3 separate regions of the Rattus norvegicus genome follow, and all the other regions are linked to region 1. The links are chromatin contacts, called in public Hi-C maps. All regions are on one chromosome and are shown on one strand. The core of a region is the stretch at or near the end of the contact, and the rest is flanking DNA. Distances in the headings are between cores, read along the strand shown.

Evidence for each region. Hi-C and Micro-C count contacts between places; a contact is called where the count stands out from the background.
Region 2: a Hi-C map of psoas muscle shows a contact between it and region 1, with 2.6 times the contacts expected there. The contact joins the promoter of LOC120097505 here to the promoter of Zfp703 in region 1. A contact is called at or near these places in 3 of 12 Hi-C or Micro-C datasets (frontal cortex, mammary epithelial cells and psoas muscle).
Region 3: a Hi-C map of psoas muscle shows a contact between it and region 1, with 2.6 times the contacts expected there. The contact joins the enhancer-like site here to the promoter of Zfp703 in region 1. A contact is called at or near these places in 1 of 12 Hi-C or Micro-C datasets (psoas muscle) and 1 of 1 datasets of contacts at active chromatin or transcription factors (oligodendrocytes).

Annotation. Positions count from the first base shown.
Region 1 is chr16:71,782,067-71,784,766 of GRCr8, forward strand. It overlaps Zfp703 (zinc finger protein 703), which reads right to left and starts at 1,444. Exons shown (of 2, transcript NM_001109425.2): 1 at 1,170-1,444; 2 at 1-205. The coding sequence starts at 1,415.
Region 2 is chr16:71,932,849-71,935,841 of GRCr8, forward strand. It overlaps LOC120097505, which reads left to right and starts at 1,262. Exons shown (of 6, transcript XM_063275894.1): 1 at 1,262-2,993. The coding sequence starts at 2,619.
Region 3 is chr16:71,980,541-71,983,390 of GRCr8, forward strand. All of the region lies in intron 3 of LOC120097505, which reads left to right. Among named protein-coding and RNA genes, the nearest start is that of Rpl21l3, 160 kb to the left of the region's middle. Within about 2 kb of position 1,516, at least 4 of the 93 cell types and tissues checked have an H3K27ac peak or open chromatin away from gene starts, as enhancers often do.

The sequences.
Region 1 (2,700 bases), core at 194-2,693:
CCGCCGGGGAGTCCCCCAGCTGCTTGAGCGCCGCGGCCGCAGAGGCGGCGCCGGGGGCGGAGCGGCTCGGGTCTTTCTCGGATCCCAGCCCGTTGGCCGCCGCCGCCGCCACGGAGTTGAGCTTGGACGAGGGCGGCGGGTCGGGCTTGCCGATCTGCGAGCAGGTCTGGGCTAGCAGAGCCAAAGGACTCTTCTTGGCGTCCAGCTGCGGGAGACAGTGGCAAGGGGGAATGAGAAGACGGTGAGAATAGGAGACCCACCAAGTGCGCAGGGAGGCAGAGTCAGGCACCGGGGGAATGACGGGGGCCTAGAGAAGAGGGTCACCCAAAGAGGGCCTGGCTCTGGCGGAGCAGCTGGGCAGAATGGCACTAGCCTTGTGGGTTAGTCCCTGAGTGTGTCATGGGCGCTGGCGCGCAGGAGAAACGACTCAACAACGGCCCTCCCAGATAAAGATGACTTCGCTGTAATCGGGGTGGTGATTCTCCCCCCTTTTTAATCTAATTTTCCCATCTTTTTGGCCCAGGGAAAAACTTAAGCCTTTAGTTTGGGAGAACTTCGTTTGGGACGGGTTTCTGGTGATGGCGCTCGGGGTAAGAGTAGGGAGAGGCGCCTTCTAAAGGCAGAGCCGCAGTTGGCCCTGTGAGTAGCCCCTCCCTCTCTCATTCCCTCTCTCCCTCCCTCCCTCCCTCCCTCCCAGGGAGGACACCCTGAGAAGTAGGGTGAAGAAAGACCCAGGATCGCGAGTGCCTGGTTTTCTGCACTGTGCCCCACCAGGCCGCGGAAGATGCAGAGGGACACCTCTGGCTTCCAAGAGAACAGATCGGGGTGGAGGCGAGGGAGGTCCAGAAGCAGTCTTTGGACAGGACTCTAAGGGGCCACAGAAAAAGTAAAGGACTCTGGGCACCACAAGAGCAAATCCAGCCCTATAGAAAACATGCAGCTCCAAAGGGCGAGTGGGCAAAAACCTTCCACCCAGGAGTCTAGGGAGAACCTGGAGGGGTCTGATTCCTGCCTTCCGTCCCTCCTCAGGAGCTCCGCCAGCGTGGCCAGCTTCGGGCCTCTCGTCCCACTGAGCTACTGGGGGCGGGGGGGGCAGGGAGCAGAGCCAAGGGCCCAGCATGGGTGGAGGAGTGGGTTCAGTTCTAGGTGGGCAGCGCCGGGAGACTGACCTCAATGGGGCTGACGGGAGTGGAGGACAGCGGTTGCAGGTACTCCGGGTGCAGGAGGTGACCGGTGTGAGCGCTCAGCATCTTCAGGACCCTGATAGGGAGCCGGTTCGCCTGGCGCAGGGGGTCCGCCGGGGGCAGGAGGGACACCACTGCCGGCACCGCCGGCCTCTTCCCGCCGCCGCCGCTGCCGCCGCTGCCGCTGCTTTCGGGTGTCCTTGGGTTAGATCCAGCGGGCGAATCGCTCATTTGGAGGAGGCAGCGCCACTGGGGGGGCGGGGAGGGAGGGGAAGCTCCGGGAGGCGAGCTCCGGGGGCGGGTGGGCTCGCTCCGCTGCGTCGAACGCCGTGCAGCAGCCGCTGCGCCTCCGTGCCGCCTCCCCTCCTCCACCGCCGCCGCCGCCGCCGCCGCCGCCGCCGCCGCCGCCGCCGCCGCCGCCGCTAGCCCAGGCGAGCAACACAAAAACCTTCGCCTTCCGCGAGCTGCACGTCAAATAGCCGCGATCTGCAGCCACACTTCAAAGGGATCGCCGCGCCCGCCCAATCGCAGCTCTCTCCCGGACCCCGGGGCGGGGAGAGCGGAGGGCGGAGGCGGGCGCCGCCGGTGGGCGGGGAGAGTCTTAAAGCGCCCTAGCCCGTCGCCGCCTCCCGGCCTTCGCCGCGCGCTGGATCCGCTTTCCTTTGCGGGTTGTGCCCAGCTGCCCTAGCCAACGGGTCACACAAGGGATGGGACTTCTGGACACGGGCTCTGCGCCCTCTCCTGCGCTGGCTCTCCTGTTGCCCGCTGCTTCCCACTAGTGTCTAGGGTGGAGACCGGAGTGGGAACGCACGGCGCCTGCTCCGGTCCTAGGATCCAAGCCTCTCCCCGGGGCCGCCTGGGGGCGGACTACGCCTCGGGAGCTCGGCCGGTTCTCCGAGCTGCTTCGGCCGGTTCTCTTTCCCCTAATTGGCTTCTCCCGGATGTGTTCACTTGGAAGCACCGAAGCCTTGGGGGCATCCACTATTCCCTGGGCGCTGCCTGGACCCTTCCAACTACTTTGAGCTTGTCCAGTCAGACTGCAAATTGAAAGACTCCCTTCCAGGAGGGATGGTCTAGGTGAAGCGTGGTTGAAGGTTGCCTCCCTTGGCAAGGAGCGCTGCCTCAAAGCTCCTGGGACGCCCCGGGGGCGCCCTGAATTATTGATCGTGTTTAGGTGTGTTTCAGGGTTCTTGTCCCGTTTAAAGTCGTAAAGCTACCTCACCCTGCTGTGACGAGCTGCTGCTTGGCGGCGGCGACGTGGTTAGGAGTCGCATCAAAGTAGAGGCCGGTATCCTAGAGGAGGGGGGGGTGTCTCAGCACTGCAGAGTGATACAAACTCCAGAGACTGCTCTTGGTTTTTCCCCCAGGGAAACTTCGAAATAAAACTTTTTTTTTTATTGATAATAACAGTACCCTCTCGGATTCCCCCAAGCCTTCCGGAAAAAGTATGTATTTACACTTGTCAGAGATTTTTTTTTTTTAATTTTTACATAGTCATGGACCTGACCGTAAAGTT
Region 2 (2,993 bases), core at 12-2,511, 150 kb after region 1:
CACTCCTAAATTCGGTTCCGTTCTCTGCCTCTCCCTGCCTGCCAGTGCTCCATGTTCCCAGCCAAGCAGTGACATTTCCCCAAGCACAGACTGTGCCATTTGAGAGCCCCAGATAGACTTCATTTCAGGGGTTTGACTCCTCCCGTCTCCTATGGTGCCTGTGTGTGTGTCTGGGGGTGTGTGTGTGGGGGGCTTGAATCCCTAATACAAAGGAAACCAAGAGTCATTCACCAGGATCTAGACTTAATAAGTAATTCACAGAGCCCAACAAATGGCCCCACTGTCCCATGGAGGCTACACCTGGATGGAGGTGGATTCATCAGCATCTTGAATTGTTCTGTCTGAACGTCCCAACCCTCTTCTGAGGGTACTGGGGGCAAAGGGAGGCTTCTTCTAGTCACTGTTCTACTTGGGGACAGATGGCCCCAGGCCTCCTCTCCAAGTGTGCTCTCCCTTGCTCCAGTGGCCCTGAGAGATAGTTTTGCTCACTTTCTGGCTTTCTTATCCTACCTTCCAGGTACAGGAAAGCATTACTTAGTCCCATCTAAGCTTGGTACTTGTTTCCAAGGGCCAGATGACCCTGCCAACTGCAAAAATGGCTTCCAGGTCAATGTAGAGTCGGGAAGCTTCTGGCTGTGCTTGGCACAGGTCCGCAAATGTTTCTTGCGGCTTCCCTGGTGCCTGTCTGGCCCTTCGCCTCCAGAGGCCTCTGATGTGGACCCCTTGTTGGGTTTCTATCTTCATGCTTGGCCCTTGAAGACATCTCTTCTTTCACTTTGTCGAAGTATAGATTTATGAAGCAAACGGAAGCAAGAATGGGATACAGGCCTTTGATAACAGTTAGCAGAATACTGGCCCTTCTCTCTGTAAAAGGTCTTCATCGTTCCTTCTTTTCAAACCTCCTATGGTTTTTGTTTTTGTTTTTCAGAGGAGGGATGCTGAAGGCTCTTCTTCCCTTTGAAGCAAGCTCTTGGTGAGCTCTCGGGCTTCCTTATTGCCTCATTTCCAGTTGTCCCCACGATGGCTGAAAGGAGCTGGGTTGGATGGGTGATAGGCATAGAGAGACAGCCAGAGGTGTTGTGGCTGGGGAGATGCTCTGAGCTGCCAAGGGCTTCCACATATTAGCTTCCAGGTGACCACATACAAGATGGGAGGGGCTTGGTGGGACTGTGGGAGGAGACTTGGCACCAGAAAGAAATGTATCCATTTAATTTCCTATTCTTACTAATGTCTATTAATATGATTTGCAATTCTGGGGATCCTATCCAGGGCCTTGCTCATCCTAGGCAAGTGTTCTACAGAGGAGCCACGTGCATCCTAGAATAGACTTTCAGTGATGGGCCCCACGTGCTTCTCTTTCTCTCTCCACACTGTCTCTCCTGGAGCTTCCTTGGCTGACGCTAGTAGGAGAATGGACTGGTACTTTGAGAAGGTTCCCCTGACTGCCAAGAGAGGGAACTGTCCGTAGGGTAGAGACCATGAAGCCAAAAAGGGGTGAGCAGCCAGGCTCCCTTCCTTTGGGGAGGCTGAGGACGACTTGCTTGGGTTGTGACTGGCCTCTGAGTCCCTGTCTTGGTCTTCGAGATGCCCTGTCTGAAGCATGTTGGAATCCTCTCACCCCACCCATTTGTTTTAAATGCCATCAAATAAATGTAATTCTTTAAGGACTATGAGTACACGGCACTGAAAGGCTGTCTACCGTCATTGAGATCATCAGGAACTGAGTGGAACAACAGCCCTTAAGGATCTGCCGTGGCCAAGGCTTTGAACACGCGGCTCCCTTCACAGGGTTGCTGCTGACAACAGCTGTCATTATATTGATGGGCATGTTCATAGAGTGCCTTTCATGTGCCAGGCATGCTCTCATCCGATCTCCACAATAACCCTTTTATTTCCAACTGACAGGCTAAGGAAACAGACTTAAAGAGCTTGAGTAACTCGCCCAAGGCCATCAACTACCTCAGCAGCAAGGCTGGGCCCTGGCCTCAGCCGTCACCCTGCACCTCACTGTCGGGAAATAGTGAGGGAGGAGCTGCCACAGGCGAGCAGGATGAAATCAGATGGGTATGACTACAGAGGCCACAGGGACCCTCGGGATCCAGAAGAGAGGAAGGTGTGCAGGGGACTAAGACTCAGTCTGGATTTAGGCGGGCGAAGGGTACTTCAGGTCTTTCAGGATGGATTAGATGATATAAGTGGGTGTGAGGCAGGTGAGGACCAGGGAAGAGAGCAGAGAACAATGGGGGCACAGCTTAGTGAACTAGTCGGAAGGAAGAAGACACGTGCAGCTAGACACTGGTGTCCCCGTGCATTCTTTGTACAATTATTATAATTTTTTGCAGGGGTTGGGGGAGAGAATGAATAAACCCAGTTTAAGTCCCAGGTCTTCAACAGTAAAACAGGATTTTTTTTTTCTTGCTACTTTAACAGAATGCCTGGTGCTGGATAGCTTTATAAAATAGAAGGCCGTTTGTCTGTCAGCGCTGAAGCTGGGAAGTTCAGGGGCATATCAATGGCAAATGTGACAGTCACCTCAGGCGGGAAGGCAAAAAGACTACTATGGGAGAGAAAATCAGGCCTCTCTCTCTCTCTCTCTGTATATAAATGTGTGTGTATACATGTATGTGTATGTATGTGTGTATGTGTGTGTGTATGTGTGTATATGTGTGTATATATGTGTATGTGTGTATGTGTGTATATATGTGTGTATGTGTGTATTTGTGTGTGCATGTGTGTGTTTGTGTGTGTATGTGTGTGTATGTGTGTGTATGTATGTGTATGTGTGTATATATGTTTATGTGTATATATATGTATGTGTATATATGTATGTGTGTATGTATGTATATGTATGTGTGTATATATGTATGTGTATGTATGTGCATTCATGTGTATGTGTGTATGTGTGTGTTTGTGTGTGCATGTATGTGTATGTGTGTGTATGTGTGTGTATGCATGTGTATGTGTGTATGTGTGTATATGTATGTGTGTATATA
Region 3 (2,850 bases), core at 266-2,765, 200 kb after region 1:
CCCAGGCTGACTGACCATCCAGCAGGTAAAGAGTTAACTGGTGCTGCTCAGGAGACACAGCCTGACTGGGTGAGGCTGAAGGGACTTGGTGGAGCATGCAGGCCTATTTCTTCATTTCCCGGATGAGAGAGACGGTTCAACTCAAGGCCTGTGAGCGAGTTGACAGAAACCTTTTCCGATTTTCACTGTGTGGACAATAACAGAACCCACCCATAGAGGATCATTGTTCTCGAACTCAGATCTCACTGTGATGTTCCCATAGATGCCTTCTTATGAGGAACAGGTTTCCTTGTCCTTGCCCTTTCTAGAGTACCAATCTGTACAGACGTGAACAGAGTGACAGACTGGAATCGTCGTGTGAACAGTGGAGTCTACCTGGGACCATGTTACGTCCTCAAAGAGTGTTTGTGACTGCTGCCTACTGGGGACCAGCCCTCCTGAGTCTTTGTGTGGTTCTATGCCATGGTAGGTGATACATGGGTGGAGACAAGGCCCTCTGCAATTCTTTGAATACCAGCGTGGTGACCGACACCTGAAAACACATGGGGGATGTCACCCCAGTCTATCTGGGTCTACTGGCGTCACTTTAGTATCAAGCATTCATCAATGCTATGGTGTCAGGAGCTTTACTAGGGATGAGCAAGAGAGGGAACGGGACACACAGCATGTCTTCAAGGAGCACTTATTTAGATGGCGGAGACAGACTGAACTACATGTGAGTAGTTCAAAGGCAAGGCTCTCTTAACTGCTCCGTATCCACACAAAGAAAGGACAAGGCTTGGGATCTCACCCGTTCCCATGGCAGGAAGGGGACCAGCTAAAAGGCTAGGAGAGGTTCCCCGCTCCCGATGTCTCTATCTAGTCTAGGCTGCAATACAGTGGGCTATGGGGGCAGAGTTCTGTCGTAGGCGTCACTCTGGGCTGGGCATTTGGAGAGAAAGCAGTTTAAGGCCCACCAGGGACTCCAGCCTCTAGAGCTGCAGGCTTCTGACTGCAGTGACACGGGTAGGGTCACTGTCCTGCTCCACAGCTCCATTCTTTTCGGCAGTAGTTGAGTCAAATGCCCCCTTTCCTGCCCTAAGCTATGGAGGACCAGAATGGTCATTTGATCTGACCCTCTGCTTCCACACAGGGGCATTCTTACTTGGGCAGATGTTCAAGAATCTACAGAGAGAGAGAGAGAGAGAGAGAGAGAGAGAGAGAGAGAGAGAGAGAGAGAGGTTGGAGTCCCCATTTGTCTCCCTGCTCTGTTTTAATGGCAGAGGGTGGGGGTGGAGATGATTGTGGGGGAGCAGCTGGGCAGTGAGGGGACTTGTAGGTCAGAGCTTGACAAGGGGACTTGGGTCACCCAGGGAAAATATGGCCTCGATCTCTACTGGCAGATTCCCAGTGACGCTCTGTTCCCCACCTGCTCTCCTCCCCCCCTCCAAGTGCCGCTGTCCCCACATGCACGGAACAGAGAGGCGATGATGAATTTCCCCCGAACGGCAGTACAGACAGTCATAAATAATGCTTTGCTCTTTGGTGACGGCACTTTCCATTAGAGCTGCCTGTGCTGGGCTCTTGCTACCCCCAGTCTTCTGCCGGGGACTTGCAGTAAAATTTATCAGCGAGCTTTCTGCACCTAATAAATCATCCCCTCTGGGAGCCATCTGGCAGATAAGGCCATGAGAACCCACATGCTCTGCAGATGAGGAGTCGGAGTGAGAGACAAACCTAGCTGGGCTGCCCCAGGCCCCGCTGACAGGGACTTGCTCTCTACCAGGGTGCTGTCAGGTTGCTCTTGGCTTCTTCCTCAGGCTGCGGGACAGAGGCCCTGGCTTTGGAAGCTATCCGCACTCATGGAACTATATGGGGCCAGGCCTACAAATGACATCTTTCTTGTACTCCTAGATGTGCAGAGGGTACATGGGTCTGACCTAGGCAAGAGTGGGGAAATCTCAAAGCCACGCTGGTGATGGGAGGGGCATGGGTATCTCTTAGCTCACTCCTTGGAATGTTCTAGATGCTTCTGCTGGGAGGAAATGTTCTAGAAGCACCATTTAATTCAGGGAAACTTCATGCTTGTGTCCCCACGGCATAAGAACCATATCTGTTATGATGGAGTTTTCCATCAGATATGGGCTACTTTCCATAATAGATACTGAAACAAATCCTAAGGGAAGTTACCCAGGAAAGTAGAGATGTATCGGTTCTACTCACGGTTCTTCTCTTAAGCCATTTTTTTTTGTTTTTTTCTTTGTTTGTTTTTTATAGTGCTGGGATTGAGCCCAGGACTTTGTACAACCTAGACAGTACTCTACCTTTGAGCTACGCTGGTAGCCTACCTTTAAGGCATTTTCAGGACTCTTGGAGAGACTCTCCTAAGCTTTCTTGGGAGGTAGGCACACCCACTATGTAAACTAGTCAGAATGCTTCCAGGATGTGAGCCACAGCTGGGGAAGAGCGGCTGTGTTTTTAATCTCGTGGTCACAGTCCTTAGTGTCTTCATGTGTATGGTAAATCTTCATGCGGTGTGGTGGGTAAAGCATCCTGATTAGCACGTGATAGTGACACAGCCATCCACATGTGGAAGATGGGGATGGAGCATGGACGGCTGGGATAGAGACAACCTCATCACCACTAGATATGCCGAGAATGGATGAATGTGATCCAGACTTAACCATGCACACTGAACAGTCTTGTTCTGGGTGTGTGTATAACCTGGGTGCTTGGGTAACACTAAGAGGCATTCTGAACCTGCTTTCTTGTTTCTAAAATAGTATGCAAAGGGAAGACACTCTTACTTGGGTGTGTGATTTTTGATATTGGTGCTATTATAATGTCTTCTAACTTCTTACTTGCTGGTGC